Regions from separate parts of the Mus musculus genome. Here all the other regions are linked to region 4. The links are chromatin contacts, called in public promoter capture Hi-C maps. All regions are on one chromosome and are shown on one strand. Each heading gives the region's core, a stretch centred on a gene start, on an enhancer-like site or on the middle of the called end of the contact. The rest is flanking DNA. Distances are from core to core; before and after follow the strand shown. Region 1 holds the start of Hsd17b2 (hydroxysteroid (17-beta) dehydrogenase 2). Region 2 overlaps Plcg2 (phospholipase C, gamma 2). Region 3 overlaps Plcg2 (phospholipase C, gamma 2). Region 4 holds the start of Cmip (c-Maf inducing protein).

Region 1 (2,700 bases), core at 49-2,548, 440 kb after region 4:
AATACCCAGATACCTATATATAGAGACTGAACTATCTCTCCAGTTTTTACAGAAGGGCTCTTGAGCTGGTGAGTCACAGGTGTGTGGATTCAGATTCCTTGCTCTTGGATAAAGTACAGCCTCTCCCAGCCTGAATTTTCTAGTTTACAAGCTGACTCTAACAAAGGATTGTGTAAGATGCAAGCTGGGCAAAAGGAGGAACTAGCACAGGAGGGGTTGCTTTTCTGTGTTTGACCGAAAGCAGACAGTGGGTGGTTCAAAGGGCAATGCCGGGGATTGACACCCTGCTGCGTTCCGGCTCCTAATCTCTCTAGTCTCCTATTGATTGCCTCTCTCGTTATTGCCACACGAATAGAAATGTTGTAAGGACATCCTATTCGGAGACCGAGTCCTACTACCAAGAACAGAGCCTCCAACAGGGTAGACTGAGTCAGAATTGAGCAGAGCACTGGTTCTGACAGCTTCTCTCAGTCTGATTGTCATTGCTATGGTCTCTCTCTGGCACAACTGCCCTCTGGGAAGACACAGGCACCTTCCATCTGCCTCTAAGGTGAGCCTTTTTTTGGCTCATTGAGCCCTTAACCTGTCTCAGTTGGCAGTAGTCCTCCAGATACAGGCCAGATCGGGGATGCTCTCTTCTTAGAATCCACTTTCCAAGCTTCACTGATTACCTGGATAACACACACACACACACACACACACACACACACACACTCACAGCCACACATACAGATACACTCGGAGTTAGCAAAAGAACTCAACCAACACAGAGAGGGCACATCCAAAGGAGATTGTCTTCTTGTGATTCCAAGTCTGTCAATCATTATCTGAGTAAACATCTGTCAGGTGGGAGGGTGCGTGTGCGCGTGCGTGTATGTGTGTATGTGTAAGTGTGTGTATGTCTGTATGTGTGTGTATGTCCGTGTGTGTATTATGTCTGTGTGTTACGATGTGTGTGTGTCTATTTGTGTGTATGTGCCTATTTGTGTGTATGTGCATGTGTGTATGTCTATATGTCTGTGTAGGTGTGTGTATATTTGTGTGTGTGTGTATGTGTGTGTGTACGTGTGTGTGTGTGTGTGTGTGTTTGTGTGTGTACGTGTGCTCATGTGTAAGTGTTGAGTGCCTTAGGGGAATGAGCAGGTATTTATATCACAGTGCACAGTTTAAATTACATCCTGGGAGTAGTCTCCCCTATCACTACCTTTAACATGCTTGTTCAAAGGGTGCGGGGGCTGTCGTTCCCCCCTCCCGCTTGCCTCTCCCTTCATATAAGCCTGGGCTGCCTCCAGCCAGCTTCTGCACTCACAGTATTCACTGGCCCAGAGCAAGTGAAGGCCAGTGGAGAATGAGCCCGTTTGCCTCTGAGTCAGCATGGCTCTGCTTGGCTGCCGCTGCAGTGCTGGGGGGCACGCTTCTCTGCGGATGCCGGAGTGGCAGGCAGCTGCGGAGCCAGGCGGTGTGTCTCGCTGGCCTCTGGGGAGGTGCCTGCCTGCTCAGTCTGTCCCTCCTCTGCACCTTGTTCCTCTTATCCGTGGCCTGCTTCCTTCTTCTGTATATGAGTTCATCTGACCAAGACTTGTTACCTGTGGATCAAAAGGCCGTGCTGGTGACAGGTAAGTGGCCAGCATTCCTGTGATTGTCCTGCGGAGAAGAGTCTGATACTCTCTGTCCTCAGTGGGGGGACACTGTCAGTTTTGGCTTGAGTGGGAAGTGCTTAGAGTGAATGACAGGCAGCACATACCCGAGTGGTTCTCACTGCCTTTTTGCGTGTCCTTTGGTTTGGATGGGCTTTGGAAGGAGCCAGTGGTAAGACAAAACGTGACAATTGCTCAGGGCCACAGATCTATACAATGAGTGTGTTAATTTCCTAGGAATAAATATAAATAAGTAAAACAGCATCATTTCACGTGTGTTCTTGTACCAGGAAATACCTGACAGACTTCTTCAGGCTTGGTTGCTATTCTGTTCTGAGGTGACTATTTATCTAGGTCCTAGGCCTGGTCACCCCTCTATGTATGGAAGGAAGGTGGCCAGTCAGCTTTGGCACAATACTGTGTGTCTAGGGACGCCACTGTACTTTGAGCCTTTGCAATTTGCCAGGCTGCTGTCCCGAACCACGAACCACCCTGTTGTCCTGTTTGAACCTTTTCTCTATATGTCATTAGTGTATTAGTGCTTCTTAATTAGATCAAACTGGCAGTGCGTGCACACGGAGCTAGCTGCTCATTAGCTGAGCTGCCAGCCTCTCACTTCTTCTGCAGGCTCTTCTGCAGTAAGCGCGAGGCGGCCAAATTAGATTCCTTGGAGTTGTAAAACGGGTTTGTTTGGTGAAAGCTGCAACTAGAATTCCCTCAAGTGATCCTAACCCAGAAAGGCCTGGAAAGAAGAGGAAAGGCCATCGGCAGAGTCACCTTGTGAGGAGGGTGTCACCCCTGCATAAGGAAGTCATCACCTGTGGCTGGGGCCCCTGGCTGTGGTCAGCAGGGGACTCGTGGACTGATGAATCAATTTTTTTTTTTTTTTTTTTACTTTAAATCCAGTAACAAAGATTCTTCTTGTGAGCACGGTTTGGTTCTGGCTGGGGTGTGGAAGGGCAGGACATCAGCTTCTCTGAGTTTAAGATACAACAGTGAAGTCGAGTAGTTATTGTATTTCCCAGTTGTACGAAAGAAGACAGAACCATTAAGTACACGTCTG
Region 2 (2,700 bases), core at 163-2,662, 270 kb after region 4:
AGCCTTCGGGGATGGCTCTGTGGCTTCCTCTGGGTCCCGGGTTCTGGGCAGTCACTGCCTGTTCTGGGATGGCTGGAGTTTGTTTTCAGATGGGCCCTGATGTTCTAATGGGCTTGGTGAGGCTTTGCTAGCTGTTATACACCCTGCCTGTGCTGGGCTGGCCCTCCAGACTTTCATTTGAGCCCCAGGAAGTGGCTGTGTAGAGAAAAGCACAGAGGAGGGTGGGGGAGCTATGGGTCACTGGTGCGCAAAACCCCAAAATAGATCATCTTCTAAGTCGCCAAGCCCGGGGGGGCGGGGAGGGGGCAGCCGCAGATGCTTTACATAATCTCCTACCCAGAAGGAAAGGGTTTTTCTTTTCTTTTTTTTTTTTTTGTTTTTTGTTTATTTGTTTGTTTGTTTTGTTTTTTTGAACAAAAGAATCCCCAAGGAACTTGAAAATATCCCGGTGTTTGGTTCAGAGCATCACAAAATGAGAGCCAGAGAGGCTCAGGTTCAAATCCCCAACCTACCATTTGCAAGCCGTGTGACTTGGTCTGAGCCACAATGATGAAGAAGATGAGAGCAGACCTTCCAGTATGTATGAAGCGCAGCTTACGTTGTATTTGATACATGGTGGATAGGCTGTGTGGAGTTTCCCTGTCTCTCTTCCATTTTCTTTTCTCCTCTCCTCTTGGTCCTGGACTTGTACTTGGTTCCTGGTAGCTTCATCATTGCGGCTGGCAGGGAGGAGATGGGACAAATATCTCCTCTCTTGCAGGCCACTGGCCTGGGAGGGAAGGTTGCAGGCATGAATAGTCACTTCTGTAACCTCCTCCCCCAGACCCCCAAAACCTGTGAGCCTGAGATGCTCCTTGGCTCAGGCTGTGCGTACAGGCAAGTGAGGCTCACTGAGCGGGGAGAGGCTCCTGAGCTATGAAGGTAGATCCAGTGTGCTCAAGAGGCCTGGTGACAAGCAGATCAGGTGAGCCATGGCATAGGGACAGGAAGAGAGGGTGGAGTGGGTACAGAATGGGACTGTGTATCAAGGAATCTGGGCTAGGTTTGTAGCTCAGCACAGTGCTTGTCTTACACATATAAAGAAAAGAAGGACCAGACTATGGGTCTCCTGAGCCTCAGGGAGTAGCCAGGCTCCGAGCGCCCCTGATTTCAGCCCAACAAGAAGCCATAGGGTATGTGGGACTTTGTGGTAGTGTGGAGAGGCAGAGACAGGGTGCTGAGGTTGTTCAGTGCTTGCTAGGTAACTCAATTGCTGGTCAAATCTTGGTATTTCTGCACCATACCCCCCCGACTTGAACAGTCTATTCTCTGAGGCCCAAGTGTCTGGTGTTCTGAAGCTAATCCTGTAGGCAGGCTTGTATGGCCACGTAGCAGAGTCCTGTGGTTAAGCTAGCACCTGCTGCAGAACTGTTTCTTTGAGCTGGTGGCAGGCTCTATATTAGCCAGGTTCTACATTGTTCTGTCTGCCACCAGCTGCCTTACCCAGCCGGGGTCAGGGTCAGGGTGAGCTGAGGGTAGGGGTGTGGAGAGGGTGCTCTTGGGGTAATGTCTCGTTTTTTTTTTTTCCCCTCTGTGGTATGAGCTTCAAGTTGTAAAGTTCTTGCCGAGTGTGGTGACAAATGTAATCCCAACACCCAGGGACTTTGAGGCCAGCATGGGCCCCAGGTTAGTCTGGGCTACAGAAGAAGACCTAGTTTTAAAAAGAAGGGTTGGGGCTGGGGAGGAGATGGCTCAGTAGGCAAGGTGCTCACATTGGAAGTGTCAGGACTGGGATTTAGATCGATAGCACTTTCATACATGCTGAGCAGCGGATGAGTGTGGTGGTCTGCCTGTAATTCCTGGGCTCAGAGGTGGAGAGAGGTCCTCAATGCAAGCTGCTGGCTAGACTAGCTGTCCTTGCAAGCTCTGTGTTCAACTGAAAGATCCTGCCTCAGTGAATAAGGTGTGGAGTGACAGAGGAAAATGCCTAACATCTGGCGTCCTTGCACACACACACACACACACACACACACACACACACACACACACTATACATATATGCAAAAGAACAGGAGGGAAGGTCTGGGGATCTCAGTGGGTGAAGTGTTTGTTATCCAAGCATGAGAACCTGAGCTCAGATCCCAACACCCACATAAAAAAGCCCGCCACGGTGTCACAGGTCTATAAGCACAGTACTGAGGGATTAGAGACAGAAGGATTCTCGGGGTGTGCTGGTGAGCCAGGCTATCTGAATGAGTGAGCTCCAGGTTCAATAAGAGAGCTTATCTCAGAAACTGATGTGGGGAGTGGCAGATAAAACCAGTGAAAGTGAGCCTTTGGCTGCTTCACACTTATGTGTAAGCAGGTTCTTGTGCACACACAGGCATATACTACATATACTTAGACATATTAGCATACAAGATACATATACATATATATATATCACACACACACACATATATAAATCAAACTAGAAAAGCTGTTATTTCTGCTTTCTTGGGGGTGGGAGCCTTTGAAAGTCCATCAACTTCTGCAGAAGAGGCAATCCTAGGCTTGGTAGGACACTTCAGGCCTGGCTCTTTGCTGTGACTGCATTTGGCTGGGTCATGACCCTCTTGTATGTGTCTTACATGCCATACATTAGGTACTAGAATTAAAGAGTAAAGCCACAGCTGAGGGGACATCCCACGTCGGGGGCATCCCATTTATTGCCACCTGGTG
Region 3 (2,700 bases), core at 5-2,504, 310 kb after region 4:
CAGGCAGGCCCTGCTGCTTGTCAGCACTGAGAAATAGAAAGTCTCACCTTCTCTAGGAGGCTGCAGGGATACTTCAGAAGGAACTTTGATCCCAGAGTGCTCCAGAAAGAGCAGCCTGGCCAGTTTCCCTCCCTTTCCTGTCTCCCACAGCCTCTGACTAAGCCCGTTTCTCAGAGGAAAACAGAAGCTGCCAGAGGCAAGAATGGACTGGCCTAGCTCAGGCGGAGCCCGAACCCCAGATGTTTTCCTTGGCCCAAGTTCTGTCCAGCTTCTAACTTCTCCTAGGGCAAAATGGTAGCAGCTGGCTTTTGTGATGGACTTGCTTGGCAACAGCCACTGGATTAGGCACATCCCATGCCAACCAAATGCTCCCAGCCAACCACTGGGCGAGGCACCCATTTTACATGTAAAGACACTGAGGCCCAGAGAAATCAGGTCTTGTGCCTAAAGCCAGCCAGCATGTTGAGGATAACACACCACTCTTTGTAGGCTTGCTCTGCTTATCATGCAGACATTGTTTCTTACCCTAGCCAAATAACGTTGCAAGAAAAAAGAAAAATAAAAAAGAATTTAAAATGACAGTAAGGCTTCTACAGCGTCACGCTTACCTTGTAAGAATTTTAAGTGCACAGTTCTGTGGGGTTAATTGCGTTCATAGCATTGTGCAGCTGTTGCTGTGTTCCATCTCGTGAGTGGGCGGCAAGTTCCAGCTCACGGACAGGGTCATCATTAAACCATGACACCACAGGCCCCCCTCTCCCCTCCCCCCTTGTGAAATACAGTGCGGCGGTTGGTTGGGGTTCCTGGTGGGTCCATGCCAAGCTACTCCATGTGACAAACCTGGTATAAGGGAGGTTTATTTGGGGAAGGGAGGGGAGTGAGTGTTAGCATTTTGTTTAAGCTCCCCACAGTTACCTGGCAACGGCCAGGTATGCCTGACTCACTGTAAAAGGGGCTGTTCGCTCCCTCTGTCCTCTCTTCTTGCTTTCTTGCTCCCACTCCGTCCTCTCGCCCCTTCCACCCTCTCTCGCCACGTGCTCATGGCCGGCCTCTACATTTTTCTCTCTGTCTTTCTCTGTCTCTACCTGGAGAAAAGGGGTGGAGGCAGGCAGACTGGAGCAGAGCCACGAAGGCAGAAGGGGGGTGGGAGTGGGGGGAGGAAGCCCGGCTGGGAACACGTGGGGAGAGAGGGGGGAGGGCTCCGATGATGACATAAGCTGTAGCTAGGTCCCTGGGAGGAGTCTAGCAGAATCACCTGTAAGCTAATACCTCCCTCCTGGAGTTCTGGGAGCCGTGTCCTGTTCGATTTGGCTGCCTTCAGTGCCGTAACACTCTTGCCGATTTCACTTGGAGTAAGGCTCTCAAGGGGCTTATCCCCACCGCGGGCAAGCGCTATCCCGTGGAGCTACATCCTTCTTAAAGCCTTCTTTTTACTTTTTCTCTTGAGAGACAGGGTCTCACATGGTTGTCTAGGCAGCATGCCTTGGACTTGTGATTCCCCCTGCCTCCGACGGCGGAGTAGCAGAACCACTTTATTTTTTGAGGCCGAATAATATTCCAAAGTTTGCTCTCTCTCGTGCTTCTGCCATTGTGACTCAGTGTGCACGCATGCGTAGAAACACCGGCAGGGAGCCCTGCCCTTCCTGTTGGATCAGTGGGAACTGGTTACGGTTCTGAGGAACACCTGCGCTATTTTCCATACTGGTCATGTCCTCACATAGGCCCCTCAGCAGCGCACAGATAGTTTATTTCTTCCTCATCCTTATCAACACGATTTCCCTCCATCCTTGCCCCTTGGGTTATACCACTGAATTTGCATAAGCAGAACAGACTTTCTTGTTCAGATCTGCAGGGACCGAGGGAAGGCTGTTGGGTCTGCAAGGGATATGGAAGGGGAGGCGCTGCAGGTGGGAGAGCTCCTGGATGCAAATAGGTTTCATGTGGTTGATAACCCAAGCCACACTTGTGCGGATTCCGTTGCATTGGCCATCATTGTAGGTATGGGATTTTTTTTTTAAAAGGTTTATTTTATAAGTATGTGTTTGCATGTATGTGTGCACACTGTGTGTATATATGATGCTCAAGGGAGGCCAGGTAGGCTTCCCTGGAACGGAGTTACAGACGGCTGTGAGCTGCCAGGTGGGTGTGCAGAATGGACCCCCCCCCCCAAGGTCTTTTGAAAAGAGGAGCCAGTGTAACTTCTCCAGTCCCAGCAATGTCGTTTGAGACAATGTTTCACTATGTAGCCCAGGGTTGAGAAATAGTTCTCAAGGGAAATGAATTCTCACTTCCTGAGGGCATGGTGAAGCAGCCCTCTTCCTCCTCCTCTGCCAGTTTAAATGTGGGGGTCCAGACCCCGAAGAATGTGCAGTTTGGCTAATCCTTGGGAAGTAGTGGTCCCTAAACAGCTGCAAATAGCAGGGCCCTTGATCTACACAGTGAATGTAGGGGTTGCTGAGTGCATGGGCCAGTGGCAGATACAGTGCGTGGCCCAGTTCACCCATCAGAGTAGCTGTGTGGGGTTGGCTGCTGGTGTGCCAACCAGCACCAATAGAGAACATAGGCACTGCTCTAGAAAGTTTTGTGAGGTTAGCCGCGTTTGGAGGCACACACCTGTCATCTTTGCCCTCAGATGCTGAGGACTACATGGTGAGAGCCTGTCCCAACACACACACACACACACACACACACACACACACA
Region 4 (2,700 bases), core at 82-2,581:
TCCCTTCCCTTCCCTTCCCTTCCCTTCCCTTCCCTTCCCTTCCCTTCCCTTCTCTTCTCTTCTCTTCTCTTCTCTTCTCTTCTCTTCTCTTCTCTTCTCAGACATATACTACAAGTTGGCTTCGAACGCACAGCCAAAGATGACCTTGAATTCAAGTGCTTGCTTCCAACTTCCTTAGAGCTAGGATTATATGCTCATGCCACCTTGTGGGGTTAGGTAGTGATGTAGTGTCCGAGAACCAATCTAGGGTCTTGTGCATGGTAGATAAACACTCTCCTGACAACTGAGGTACACCCCCAGTCCTATTTATTTATCTTATTTTGTTTTTAAAAACAGGGCCTTCTGTCTCGACTGGCCTGAAATTTACTATGTAGCTCAAACTGGCCTTGCGCCCACAGCAATCCTCCTGCCTCAGCCCCCCCTGAGTACTGAGCTTGTAGTGGTGAGCGACCATGCATAGCTCTGTGGAGCGGGATAGTTTCAACCCCAAGAAACTGTTCTGTGGACCCATCTGGCCATCCCTGGGGAAGCAGCTTGTGTTGGAAAGGCGGTGTCAGGGGTGCAGCGGGCAGAACCCCAGCTTTCGGCCCAGTCTTGGACTAGGAAGGGGAAGTACTGGTCGGCATCCTCTTGGTCATGGGGCTGACTTTATTTCCCAAGCCCGGCCCAGGATGGCGTGGTGGTTAGGGGCGCAGGGCTAGTGCTCAGCTGTGCACCCTCGGGGGCGCGGCCCGCGTGACGTCCCCTCGAACACTACCCACATTCCGGGGCGCGGCGCGGGGACTGTCGACGCTTGCCCAACCCCGGCCCCCTCCCCAGGGGCCGCCCCTCCCGTCGGGCCGCGCCCGCCTCCACCAAGTCCCCGCCCGGGGCCCGGCCCATCCCGGACTCCGCCCGCCCCGGGGAGGCCGAAGCCGCTGTTGCCGCCATTGACGTCAGAGGGCGGGCACATGACCCCGCGGGGACCAATCGCGCGCGCCAGCCTCCCGCAATCTCCCCGGCAGCCGGCGCGGCCCCCGCCCGCAGCACACACTCGCGGACGGACGCGGACACACGCACCGCACAGCGCGCCCGCGCGAGGCCGAGACACGCCCGCGCCCGCCGTCCCCGGCGCCGCCCCCGCCCCCCGAGGACCCGATCCTCTCTGCGCCCCGCGATCGCCCGCCGCCCTCGCCGCAGTCGCCAACCCGTTCGCGCCGGCATGCGCCCCAGCAGCTAGAAGGAAGCAGCCCAGGAAGCGCCCCGCGCGCCCCCGCCTGCCCCCGCGCGCTCCCGTTCGTCCCCGCGGGGCGCCCCCAGCCCACGCCCCCCCACCTTCCCGGCGGTGGGGGGGTGCGGGCCCTCCGCGGGGGCCCCGCCGGCCCGGCCCCACGCCAGCCGCGATCGCGCGCGCGGCCCCCGCCCCGGCGCGGCCATGGATGTGACGAGCAGCTCGGGCGGCGGCGACCCCCGGCAGATCGAGGAGACCAAGCCGCTGCTTGGGAGCGACGTGTCTGGCCCCGAGGGCACCAAGGTGATGGGCGCCGTGCCTTGCCGCCGGGCCCTGCTGCTTTGCAACGGGATGAGGTACAAGCTGCTGCAGGAGGGCGACATTCAGGTCTGTGTCATCCGGCACCCTCGGACCTTTCTCAGCAAGATCCTCACCTCCAAATTCCTGAGGCGCTGGGAGCCGCACCACCTAACGCTGGCCGACAACAGCTTAGCATCCGCCACGGTGAGTGGCCCTGCGTGGCCGTGGGGCTTCCCAAGCTGGGGTCCCTCGGGACCGAGGCGCCCCGCTGCTTGTCTCCGAGCGCGCGGCCCCCTAGTCCCGGCCTGCGCACGGGGCTGGGCTGGAACCTCTAGACTTGATCCTCCAAGGCAGGCTATGGGAATCCTCTTTCGTGTCCTGGACACTTAGCCCACCCGGGCTGAGCGCTTGGGGACTTTTGCCTAAACGCTTGCGTTTCTGATGTCTGGGACCCTAGACTGGGCCCTGAGGATAGTGGTGTTTGTTCCTTTTCTGAACTCGTTGCCCATCTGGATCTGAGCTACAGGAGAAAACAAAACGCAACCCTCTCCTCCATAAAAGCCGTAACCCCCCAGCGCCAACAATTTCCAGAAAGCAACTCCTGCGTTTGCTTTAGCCTGCCTTTACCCTTTTTTTTTTCCCCTGCCGGGCCTGGCAAGGCAAAACCGGGTGCCTGCCCTTTCTAAAAATCTCCTTCGCACGTTAGGAGGTTGGAGGGTGGGGGGCAGGGGGCCGAGGTCCTGGACCCGCTCAGACCCTGGGATAGTCGAGTTCTCTGGGTAGAAGCAGCTGGGCTGCCCAGCCTGCCCTTGCGTTGTCTGTGGAGCGTGTGTAAGCATGTTTTGTGGCTGCGTCCTGTTTTGTTACAGTTTTTTTTTTTTTTTTTTTTTTTTTTTTTTTTTTTGCTGTGTGGCCAGGGCCAGGTCAGCTGGATGAGATGGAGAAAGGAGGATCTTACTAGTTGCTTTCGGAAATCGAATCTGCAAATGGTGGCCTTCTTCCTCCTGGGGACAGACAGCTGTGGTGGGGTCGAGGAGGGGGAGTGGGGGCGGTGGGCAGGGCCTATACAGGATGCTTTGTGTTTTCCAACAAGGGCAGTTTCAAATACAGGCTCTGGCTGGGCCTTAGCCTGGCGCTTGGGGACTTATCTTTGTAGGGGCCCCCTTCTTGTCTAGAACGGACCGTACCCC

The links. Promoter capture Hi-C pulls out the DNA fragments that hold promoters and counts their contacts.
Region 1: a promoter capture Hi-C map of stem cell-derived epiblast-like cells shows a contact between it and region 4, with 2.2 times the contacts expected there. The contact joins the promoter of Hsd17b2 here to the promoter of Cmip in region 4. A contact is called at or near these places in 4 of 39 promoter capture datasets (embryonic stem cells, hippocampal neurons, liver and 1 more).
Region 2: a promoter capture Hi-C map of pre-B cells shows a contact between it and region 4, with 3 times the contacts expected there. The contact joins the enhancer-like site here to the promoter of Cmip in region 4. A contact is called at or near these places in 2 of 39 promoter capture datasets (neutrophils and pre-B cells), 1 of 484 Hi-C or Micro-C datasets (pre-megakaryocyte-erythroid progenitors), 6 of 115 datasets of contacts at active chromatin or transcription factors (the 230-238 cell line, DN3 thymocytes, the HPC-7 cell line and 3 more) and 1 of 9 other capture datasets (adipose tissue).
Region 3: a promoter capture Hi-C map of pre-B cells shows a contact between it and region 4. The contact joins the enhancer-like site here to the promoter of Cmip in region 4. A contact is called at or near these places in 11 of 39 promoter capture datasets (the C10 cell line, the HPC-7 cell line, HPC-7-derived erythroid cells and 7 more), 1 of 484 Hi-C or Micro-C datasets (embryonic stem cells) and 5 of 115 datasets of contacts at active chromatin or transcription factors (the 230-238 cell line, embryonic stem cells, forebrain and 1 more).

What each region holds. Positions count from the first base shown.
Region 1 is chr8:117,700,648-117,703,347 of GRCm38.p6, forward strand. Hsd17b2 (hydroxysteroid (17-beta) dehydrogenase 2) reads left to right here and starts at 1,299. Exons shown (of 5, transcript NM_008290.2): 1 at 1,299-1,616. The coding sequence starts at 1,349.
Region 2 is chr8:117,527,944-117,530,643 of GRCm38.p6, forward strand. The region is part of intron 2 of Plcg2 (phospholipase C, gamma 2); the gene reads left to right. Among named protein-coding and RNA genes, the nearest start is that of Plcg2, 31 kb to the left of the region's middle. Within about 2 kb of position 1,413, at least 37 of the 459 cell types and tissues checked have an H3K27ac peak or open chromatin away from gene starts, as enhancers often do. A contact at or near this core is called in the 230-238 cell line and pre-B cells, where this site is marked.
Region 3 is chr8:117,561,012-117,563,711 of GRCm38.p6, forward strand. All of the region lies in intron 5 of Plcg2 (phospholipase C, gamma 2), which reads left to right. Among named protein-coding and RNA genes, the nearest start is that of Plcg2, 64 kb to the left of the region's middle. Within about 2 kb of position 1,255, at least 77 of the 459 cell types and tissues checked have an H3K27ac peak or open chromatin away from gene starts, as enhancers often do. A contact at or near this core is called in the 230-238 cell line, embryonic stem cells, epiblast stem cells and 2 more, where this site is marked.
Region 4 is chr8:117,255,688-117,258,387 of GRCm38.p6, forward strand. Cmip (c-Maf inducing protein) reads left to right here and starts at 1,332. Exons shown (of 21, transcript NM_001163262.1): 1 at 1,332-1,714. The coding sequence starts at 1,415.